Regions from separate parts of the Sus scrofa genome. Here region 2 is linked to region 1. Evidence: chromatin contacts called from public HiChIP or PLAC-seq data. All regions are on one chromosome and are shown on one strand. Each heading gives the region's core, a stretch centred on a gene start, on an enhancer-like site or on the middle of the called end of the contact. The rest is flanking DNA. Distances are from core to core; before and after follow the strand shown. Region 1 holds the start of LIN7C (protein lin-7 homolog C). Region 2 overlaps LOC102165168 (a long non-coding RNA gene).

Region 1 (4,236 bases), core at 665-3,164:
GCAAAAATACATTTCACAATGCTTGGCCTTATTTATTTATTTACTTACCTGTCATGTAAGAAACAGGAAATGATGAGCCATAATGAAGAGAAAAATCAGTCAAAAGAAGCAGTGTCAGAGATAACACAATGCAATTGTCATTATAATTTTATTCTATATGTTCAGGAAGCCAGAGGAAAGATTGAGCCTGTTGAGTAAGAACGTGGAAAATGTAGAAACACGTGTACTCTCTTATGCCTCTAAATCAAACTGCTAGAGATGAAAATGAGCAGTATTGAGATGAAAAAAGAAGATGGGATTAAGAGAATATTAGATATTGAAGAAAGGAGACAGAAGTTTGAAAAATCAAAATGAACAGAGCATCAGTGTTGACAGTCAGGTGGCGGAATATATGCGTAAGCAGAGTCTTCAAAGGAGAGGAGGTGGAGAATTGAGGAAGAAATATTTGAAGAGTCAAGGGCAATGTCTGCATTTGTCTTTCTCCACATGATATTCTCAATGTCTAGCAAGGTGCCCGATATAGACCTTAAATATTTAGCAAAAGTTCTTGAACATCTGTAGCAACAAATGACAGCAATGAATAAGAGATGAAAAGTACATGAATGCTTTTGCAGGACATAAGGGCCATTAAGGACCAAAGAAGGGAAACAGAATGGCCAAAAGGGAAACTTAGTGGAAGTGGCATATCTTCCACAGACCTGGAGGATGGGTTCAGTTTGAGGATGTACAGAGTATGGAAAACTAGAAGCGATGAAGAAAGGCATTCTACATAAGTACAAAATAAATGAAGACTTGGAAGCAAGAAGAAGCATGGTTTTAAACATTCCACCTCTACTGGAGTGGTTATTCCATTTGAGGGATGAGAAATGAGGTTAGATGAGTTAGGATCAGAGTTTGCAAGGCTTTAGGAATAGGAATTGGGGGGGGGGAAGCCATTGAAAGTTTTTGAGCAGTAACCTTTGATGATGGAATCAGGGTTCAAGGGGGAAAAAAGAGTCTAATGGTGGCATTCATGATGGAAGAGAAGAAAATACTATAGTTGAATGGAAAGGATGTATGGGGCAACAGAGAGGTCGTTAAAACCATCTTGTCATGAAGTGTTAAACACTCCTTTGTAAGAGCACCCCACAGATTAGCAGTGCAGACTGGAGCTTGAATAAATACTAGTGGAATTGAAATGCTGGGCAAATTAATATTTCACACTCAAATTAAGGCCTAAAATTGGTTTTGGCTCATGAAATTTTCAAAAGTAGTCCTAAGAATCTAGAGTGTTTTAAGAATATTATTTGCTTCCTAATATTTCATTTATATAAGGTTTTTGATGAGCTTTTAAAAATTCCTACTTTGAGATGCACCCAAGTGTCTTGTTTTCTCACTCACCCAAGAGTGTTTCATGACTTTTGCACTTTCCATCCTTTTTTTTTTTGCCTTTTGTGTTTTTTAGGGCCGCACCCAGGGCATATGGAGGTTCCCAGGTTAGGGGTCTAATTGGAGCTGTAGTTGCAGGCCTACACCACAGCCACAGCAATGGCAGATCTGAGCCCACAGCTCACAGCAATGCCGGATTCTTAACCCACCGAGCAAGGCCAGGGATGGAACCCGAAATCTCATGGTTCCTAGTAGGATTCGTTTCCGCTGCGCCAGGACGGGGAACTCCGTACTTTCTATCCTTATTCTCAGATTTCTAGGGAAGATCTATGCCTTGGATTGGTAAATTAATTAAAGCAATGGAGCCACAAATGCGGAATTTATAATATCTCACTTACACACGTCACCGAATCTCACTTAGAATCTAAAGAAATCGGAGATCGGACTCTTTGTCCGACAGAGGGGAAGACTGAGGCCGAAAGAAGGTAAGTGAGCAGTCCAGGCTCACAGAACCAAGGGGTAACAAGAATCCAGACTCCACCACATGGAGCCAAGGGTTGCAAACGGGTGGGATAGCTAAGAATGGGGAAAGAATTGGGAGGGAGACTCTTTTCAACTATAGGAGGCCGGGGGATTGGAGAACCTGACAAGCACTGAAGATGCAGCCCAAGGCCACCCTCTGGAGCCCGCTCAGCCCACGGGAAGATCCCCGCGAGCCCCAGCTCGGTTGCTCCCGCTCTCGCGATACTGGCTCGGTTGCTCCCGGCTCCTGCTAAGCCCCGCCCCTCCACCGCAGCCCCTCTATCGTCATTTCCTGTGGGTCTGCAGGCAAAGGGAGAAGATGGCGGCGTTGGGGGAACCTGTGCGACTGGAGAGGGGTGAGTGGGGACTAGGCCGGGACTGTCGTGGACGGAGAAGGTGGGGGAGTGCCTTTCCGCCGTGGGGGTGGGGGGCAGCTAAGCTCTGAGATCTGGAATCAGTCTTTTCTTCGCGCTGGCGCCGGTGGCCGCCGACGTTGCTGCGCCTGGCCCCAGGGGGAGAGCTTGCTGCTCTTGACTGATACCCAGACCCACCTCTATTCACACGGACAGTCGCGAAGCACAGTACTGTTCGACCCCACCTGTCTGCGTTCGCAAACACACTCTGCACACGCGTTCTCTGGATGGGTATGGCAGACGCAGCGTTCGGAGACGTGTCTAGCTAAGCAAACATCACACGCCCAGTTGTACAGACTACACTCACTGCCCGTATTGACCTGTGCACAATCCAGTGTCCCCGCCTTACTCACACAGCCCGGCTTCACAGTACATTGCCACAGAACCCACCTTATTTATGCACGAACGCTGTCGTTACTTCGACCACAACCCCACTTGTATTTCTATCGGGTTGTGTTCTGGCTGTGGTCCCCCTCCCCGTACGGAGAAGGTGCTTTAAAAACAATCTTACTAATGTCCAGGGAAGAAGGTTACATAACTAGTTGGAATTGTGGTAGATTGTAAAATACTTAATAGTGTAGTTTTTTTCCTTCTTTACAAATCCTACAATTGCTAACTGGCTGGGTGCTTGCTTTGTAGAGCAGGCTGTCAAGGAAAATAAAACCTTTCTGCTGAATGACTGGAAATCGAAAAGCCAGTTAAAGTACATAGCTATGAGCCTAGAAGAGGCCTGTTGAAGATTTTCAGCATTCCCCTCTTTCCTCCCAAGTCCTTTTTTTCAAATAACTTCATGCATACTTTTGACATGCTAGTATTAGGAGTCGTAAGAGTCAAAAAGTATGAAGTACACATATGGAGTACTAGTGATAAAGTATAGGATGGAGATTGAAAATATCTTGCAGATATTAACTTTTGCATTTACTGTCTGAGTGTTAAGTAACTTCCGCTCTAAGGAGAGAATGCATTTTTAGAATTATTGTAGTTGGTGAACTCTTTCCTTGTGCCTTTACAGAAACAAATGCACACTAGACATTGTTTATTCCTTATGGTGTTCACTACTTGTAAGTTACTTTACAAGTGATGTTGTTTTCCTCCAGCCTACCAGACCTTTAATTAAAGTATCATCTTTGACAGAGGAGTAGCTACTCTGGGAAGACTTGCTAAGTTAGGGGGAAACTATGACATCTTCTTCCTGAGCACAATGGCACTGTGCTTTGTAGATGGGAACAAATCTGTTTGGTGTTAGCAGGAGTAGGTGTTTTTCTTTGAAAGCCAGTTGTAGGCTTCTAACATGTTGGCGGTCTTTTGTGTTTTTAAGTGCAGTACAAAATGTGAAACTTCACCTCTGGCATTTAGTTGTGGTAGTCATGGCTTTGTTTTTTTTTTCTGTTTCAGAGTTCATTTCGGTTCCAAATGCTCAGCACCTTAGTAGGATGAATTACTAGTGGATACCATTTAGCAGGATAAGAAAGTCAGATTACATCAACTGTAAATCTTATTTAGCATTCTGTTTAACAGACTCTATTTAGAAACTCTTCCAGCAGTTCTGCATTATAAAATTAGTGCAAATGTTCAAGATCCTAAATGCCTTCAAAATCATCAAACAAGGTTCAGTGGAACACATTTGAGCACATGTTGGGTACATTTAGGTTCAGTAAAGAGTATTTTACTTTTAAAATTTTTCTTAATTGAAGAGTTTAATATACCTTACATATTCTAGCTTTATAAATCAAAATATTTGATGAACCAACACTTGCCTGTTCACCAGCCGTTCTGGTGGTGGGAGACAGAAAGCTGAAAGTCTGTTGACGTTGTATTAACATCAGTTTAAGCTTTTATTACCTGGAATTGAAGAATCTACTTCTTTCTTCACTACATTTATTCCTAGTTTGCCAGTTACAAACACAAATAAGATTATACTAATTCTATGAGG
Region 2 (4,236 bases), core at 1,194-3,693, 310 kb after region 1:
GTATACAAGGCAGCCAGTGCTCTGGAGGAGTTTGTATAACACAAGGAATGGCTTAGAGCATGTTAGCTGAAAAAAGAAAGATGCAGGATATACACTTGGGTATGTAATCAATCTCTGTGTTAGGAAATAGATCAAAAAAATATTTGTAGTTTTCCCATGTGTCTGAAATATGGAAAAGAGGTTCCCCCCCTTCTTATGACTATGTTTCTCTGTTTTCCTTCTTTAACAACCAAATGAATAGCATAGAGTTTAAATACCTTAGGTATGAAGCCAGATTGCCTACTGACCCGCCTCTTAACCTCTCTGAATCTCAGTTTTCTCAACTGCCATGTGTTAATAATAATCATCCCTAGTTTGCAGGACGGCTGTGAGCATGGAAGAGATAATCCAGGTGAAGGGCTTGACACAGCACTTTGTATGTAGTAAGAGCTCCAGGGAGGCCAGCTGGCGCTGCTATTTTCAGATGACAGAAGTATTTCCAACCAAACTAAAAACTGCAGAAAGAGGGAATATACGGTTTGCTCTCCTACCTTTAGTTTAGTCAAACACTTACCCCAAAGGGTAAGTGTTTCTCTTTTCTAGTCCTCAATTACCTATGATATTTTAGGAAGCACCTAAATAGTCAGCAGCTGAAAGCCTTTTGAATGAGCGTACTCAGTTCTTTGATATGGAGAAAAATCTAAGATCCAGCTTTTTATTCATCTGCCAGTCACCCCGGATCTTCTATCTTCTCTGAGTCAACTCTGTTCCTCAATACTTTTGTAAGGGGGTGGGGGGGGAACTTCTCTAGATGCTCATCTATGTATCAATTTGTATCTATGTCAATTTGGCTGCCTGTAATAGAAAGCTGAGCAGTGTAACGGAGCGTATTAGTGGTTTATTGCTGCATAGCAAAGTACCACAAACCTAGTGGTCCAAACAACATGCATTTTTTAACTCACGGTTTCTATGGTTCAAGAGTCTGGGCATGGCTTGGCTGGATCCTCTGCGCACGGTCTCATAAGGCTGCAATGAAGGTATCAACAGGGCTGCATTCTCATCTGGGAGCTTGGCGGGGGAAGAATCCACGTCCAGGCTCACTCAGGTTGTTGGCAGAATATGTTTTCTTACAGTCTTCAATCCTAGATTAAAGACCCTGACATCTTAAGTTCTGAAGGCCTCTTGCTACTCCAAAGGTCACTCATAGTTCCTAGAAGCTCCCACAGTTTGTAGAGGCTTCCTGCAGTTCCTAGAAGCCTCCTGTAGTTCCTGGCCACTTGAGCTTTTCCAATATGGCTGTTAACTTAATTAATCAGCAAGGAGCGTCTCTAGAGCACATCCGTTAACAAGGCGAAGCCTTATATAACCTGATGTAATCATGGCGAGATGCCCATCATCTTTGCTGTATTCTATTGGTTAGAAGTAAGTCATGGGTCCCACCCACATTCAAGTTGGGTAGACGGGAACCCCAGGGCCACTCTAAAGTCTGTCACCACCACCAGGAAGGGGGCTTATTTTTTTCTTGGTAACAAGAAGCATGACACAGGGAGATGGAGTTGAGGGAGCATCATGACTTTGCCATCCATGTCCTTCTTCCTAATTTTACCATCGTTTATTCTTTTGATCATAAAACAGGTGCTGTTCCTTTAAGCTTTGCATCTCATGCAAAGAAGGAAGCACAGAAAAAAAACAAGACACATGCTCACTAAATATGTCTTTATCAGCAAAATAATAGAGTCCCAGCAGCCCCATCCCCACGCTTGAGCATTGCCTCTCATTGACCTCATCCTATCACCTGGCTTTTTCTATTGCTCAGGTCATTGGAAAATAGATATATTTTAATAAACAATATCCATAGGACCCCAAAGAAAAAGTAATACCTGCCATAAACATTTTCAACACATGGGACATGGGTTAAAGTTCCAGTGAGTGCCAGAGTATGAGTAAAGTTACAAAGCCTGCAGGAGAAAATTGATGAAAAACCCTTTGCACAGTGCCTGGCATATAACAGCATCTCGATCAATGTTGCCTCTTTTTTCCCTTCTCCTTCTTGTTTTCTGTGTTGCCCCCACCTCTGGGTTTGACCTTCAGAGCTAGGCACCCTGACGTACAAGCCAGTCTGCATTTGGAAAGTTGACGAGGAAAGTTGACGAGGAAAGAATGTAATAGCCATAGCTGGAGCCCTGCCAGGAGACCAGCAACTGCAACGCCCTTATTTGCTCCGGAGAGGAGCAGCTTGGAAACTTTTTATGAGATTCCAGAAGCAGCAAGGTCATCAGTTTTATAGCCATCCCGCTTCGTTTGTAAATACAGCCTTCGAATGAGAGTGATTGGGCTCCTTGACAAGAACAAGGCTGATACTGGCTTCTTTGGAACAGGGGACAATAAAGATATTATGTTCCCCTCGACTGAGAGGCCTGCTGAGTAACCTGAGACTCTCAACAAACAACAACAGCTCCATGGTGCCTTCAGAGAACTTGATTTCACAGTCAAGCCCTCGTGTGGGTCTGAGGCAGGTGATCTGATTTGTCAGGTCACAGGCGTGGCAACATGTGTTTACTATCATGCTCATTTTCCAGCCAGCTGCAAGCGTCTGGAGGAAAGCTTGTGGTCGGCGTGTTGGCTGTGATCAAGTCAAGGCTGAGGAGGAGGGCTGTGTCCTAGGCAGCCTCCGTGTGTTCCTGTCAATAGAAACCAGCTCCTCCAGGGGCACCTGGGCCTCTTTCTCTAATTGCTCACTGGACCATGGCTTTGACTGCAGCTGAATATTTACTAGGCAGGGCCCAGGAAACATGCTCCATCTGGCCAGTTGCCAGGGCAGGCTCTGATTGCAGCTGGCCATGGGGACAGGGTCACCCTCTCTTTGGGTTTCTTTTCTTTGGGCCATGAGGCTCGGAGGCAGAGACAACATGTGTGTGTCTGTTTGCGAGGATGGAGGGAAGGTATGGCCAGTGGAGGCAGGAAGGTGCAGAGATATTTTTCATGAATGGATGAAATTCTCCTTTATGGGCACAATTCCTCACACTTAATACATGTTTAATGAATATTTATTGATTGCCCATTTGTTTTATTTATTTCTCTCTTTTTTTTTTTTTAGGGCCACACCTGCAGCTTATGGAAGTTTCCAGACTAGGAGTTGAATTGGAGCTGCAGCTGCTGGCTGACACCACAGCCACAGCAACGTGGGATCTGAGCTGCATCTGTGACATCTGCTGCAGCTTGCGGTAATTCTGAATCCTTAACCCACTGAGTGAGACCAGGAACCCGAATGCTCATGTATACTAGTTGGGTTCTTAACCCACTGAGCCACAAAGGGAACTCCTTTTTTTTTTTTTTTTTTTTTTTGTCTTTTTGCCATTTCTTGGGCCGCTCCGCGGCATACGGAGGTTCCCAGGCTAGGGGTCTAATCGGAGATGTAGCTGCCAGCCTATGCCAGAGTCACAGCAACGCGGGGTCTGAGCCGCATCTTTGACCTACACCACAGCTCACGGCAATGCCGGATCCTTAACCCACTGAGCAAGGGCAGGGATCAAACCTGCAACCTCATGGTTCCTAGTTGGATTCGTTAACCACTGCACCACGATGGGAACTCTGGGAACTCCTTTTTTTAAAATAAATTTTATTGGAGTGTAATTGACTTAGAAAGTTGTGTTAGTTTCAAGTATACAGCAAAGTAAATCAGTTATACATATCTTTTTTCTCAGATTGTTTCCCCATATAGGTTATACACAGTATTGAGTAGATAACCCTGTGCTATACAGTAGGTCCTTGTTACCTATCTATTGCATATATAGTAGTATGTATATGGCAATCCCAGCCCCCCTAATTTATCCCTCCTGCCCCATATTTCCCCGTTGGTAACCATGAATGTGGTTTCAAACTCTTTGAGTCTGTTTCTGTTTTATAAGTTCTTTTGTATCACTTTTTGTTAGAGTCTACATATTAGTGATCTCATATGATATTTGTCTTTCTCTGTCTGACTTATTCACTTAGTGTGATAATTTCTAGGTCCATCTGTGTTGCTGCAAATGGAGTTATTTCATGCTTTTTATGGCTGAATAATATTCCATTGTGTATATGTACCACATCTTCCTTATCCATTCCTCTGTTGATAGATATCCAGGTTGCTTCCATGTCTTGGCTATTATAAATACTGCTACAATGAACATTTGGGGGCATGTGTCTTTTCAAATTATGGTTTTCTACAGATAGATAGATGCCCAGGAGTGGGATTGTTGGATCAAATCATATGATAAT

What was found. HiChIP or PLAC-seq counts read pairs in DNA pulled down with a chosen protein or histone mark.
Region 2: an H3K27ac HiChIP or PLAC-seq map of skeletal muscle shows a contact between it and region 1. The contact joins the enhancer-like site here to the promoter of LIN7C in region 1. A contact is called at or near these places in 9 of 47 Hi-C or Micro-C datasets (adipose tissue, alveolar macrophages, fetal skeletal muscle and 4 more) and 1 of 2 datasets of contacts at active chromatin or transcription factors (skeletal muscle).

Annotation. Positions count from the first base shown.
Region 1 is chr2:32,843,014-32,847,249 of Sscrofa11.1, forward strand. LIN7C (protein lin-7 homolog C) reads left to right here and starts at 1,915. Exons shown (of 5, transcript XM_003122904.4): 1 at 1,915-2,246. The coding sequence starts at 2,210.
Region 2 is chr2:33,151,553-33,155,788 of Sscrofa11.1, forward strand. The region is part of intron 2 of LOC102165168 (a long non-coding RNA gene); the gene reads left to right. Among named protein-coding and RNA genes, the nearest start is that of BBOX1, 140 kb to the right of the region's middle. Within about 2 kb of position 2,444, at least 34 of the 83 cell types and tissues checked have an H3K27ac peak or open chromatin away from gene starts, as enhancers often do. A contact at or near this core is called in adipose tissue, fetal skeletal muscle, mesenteric adipose tissue and 2 more, where this site is marked.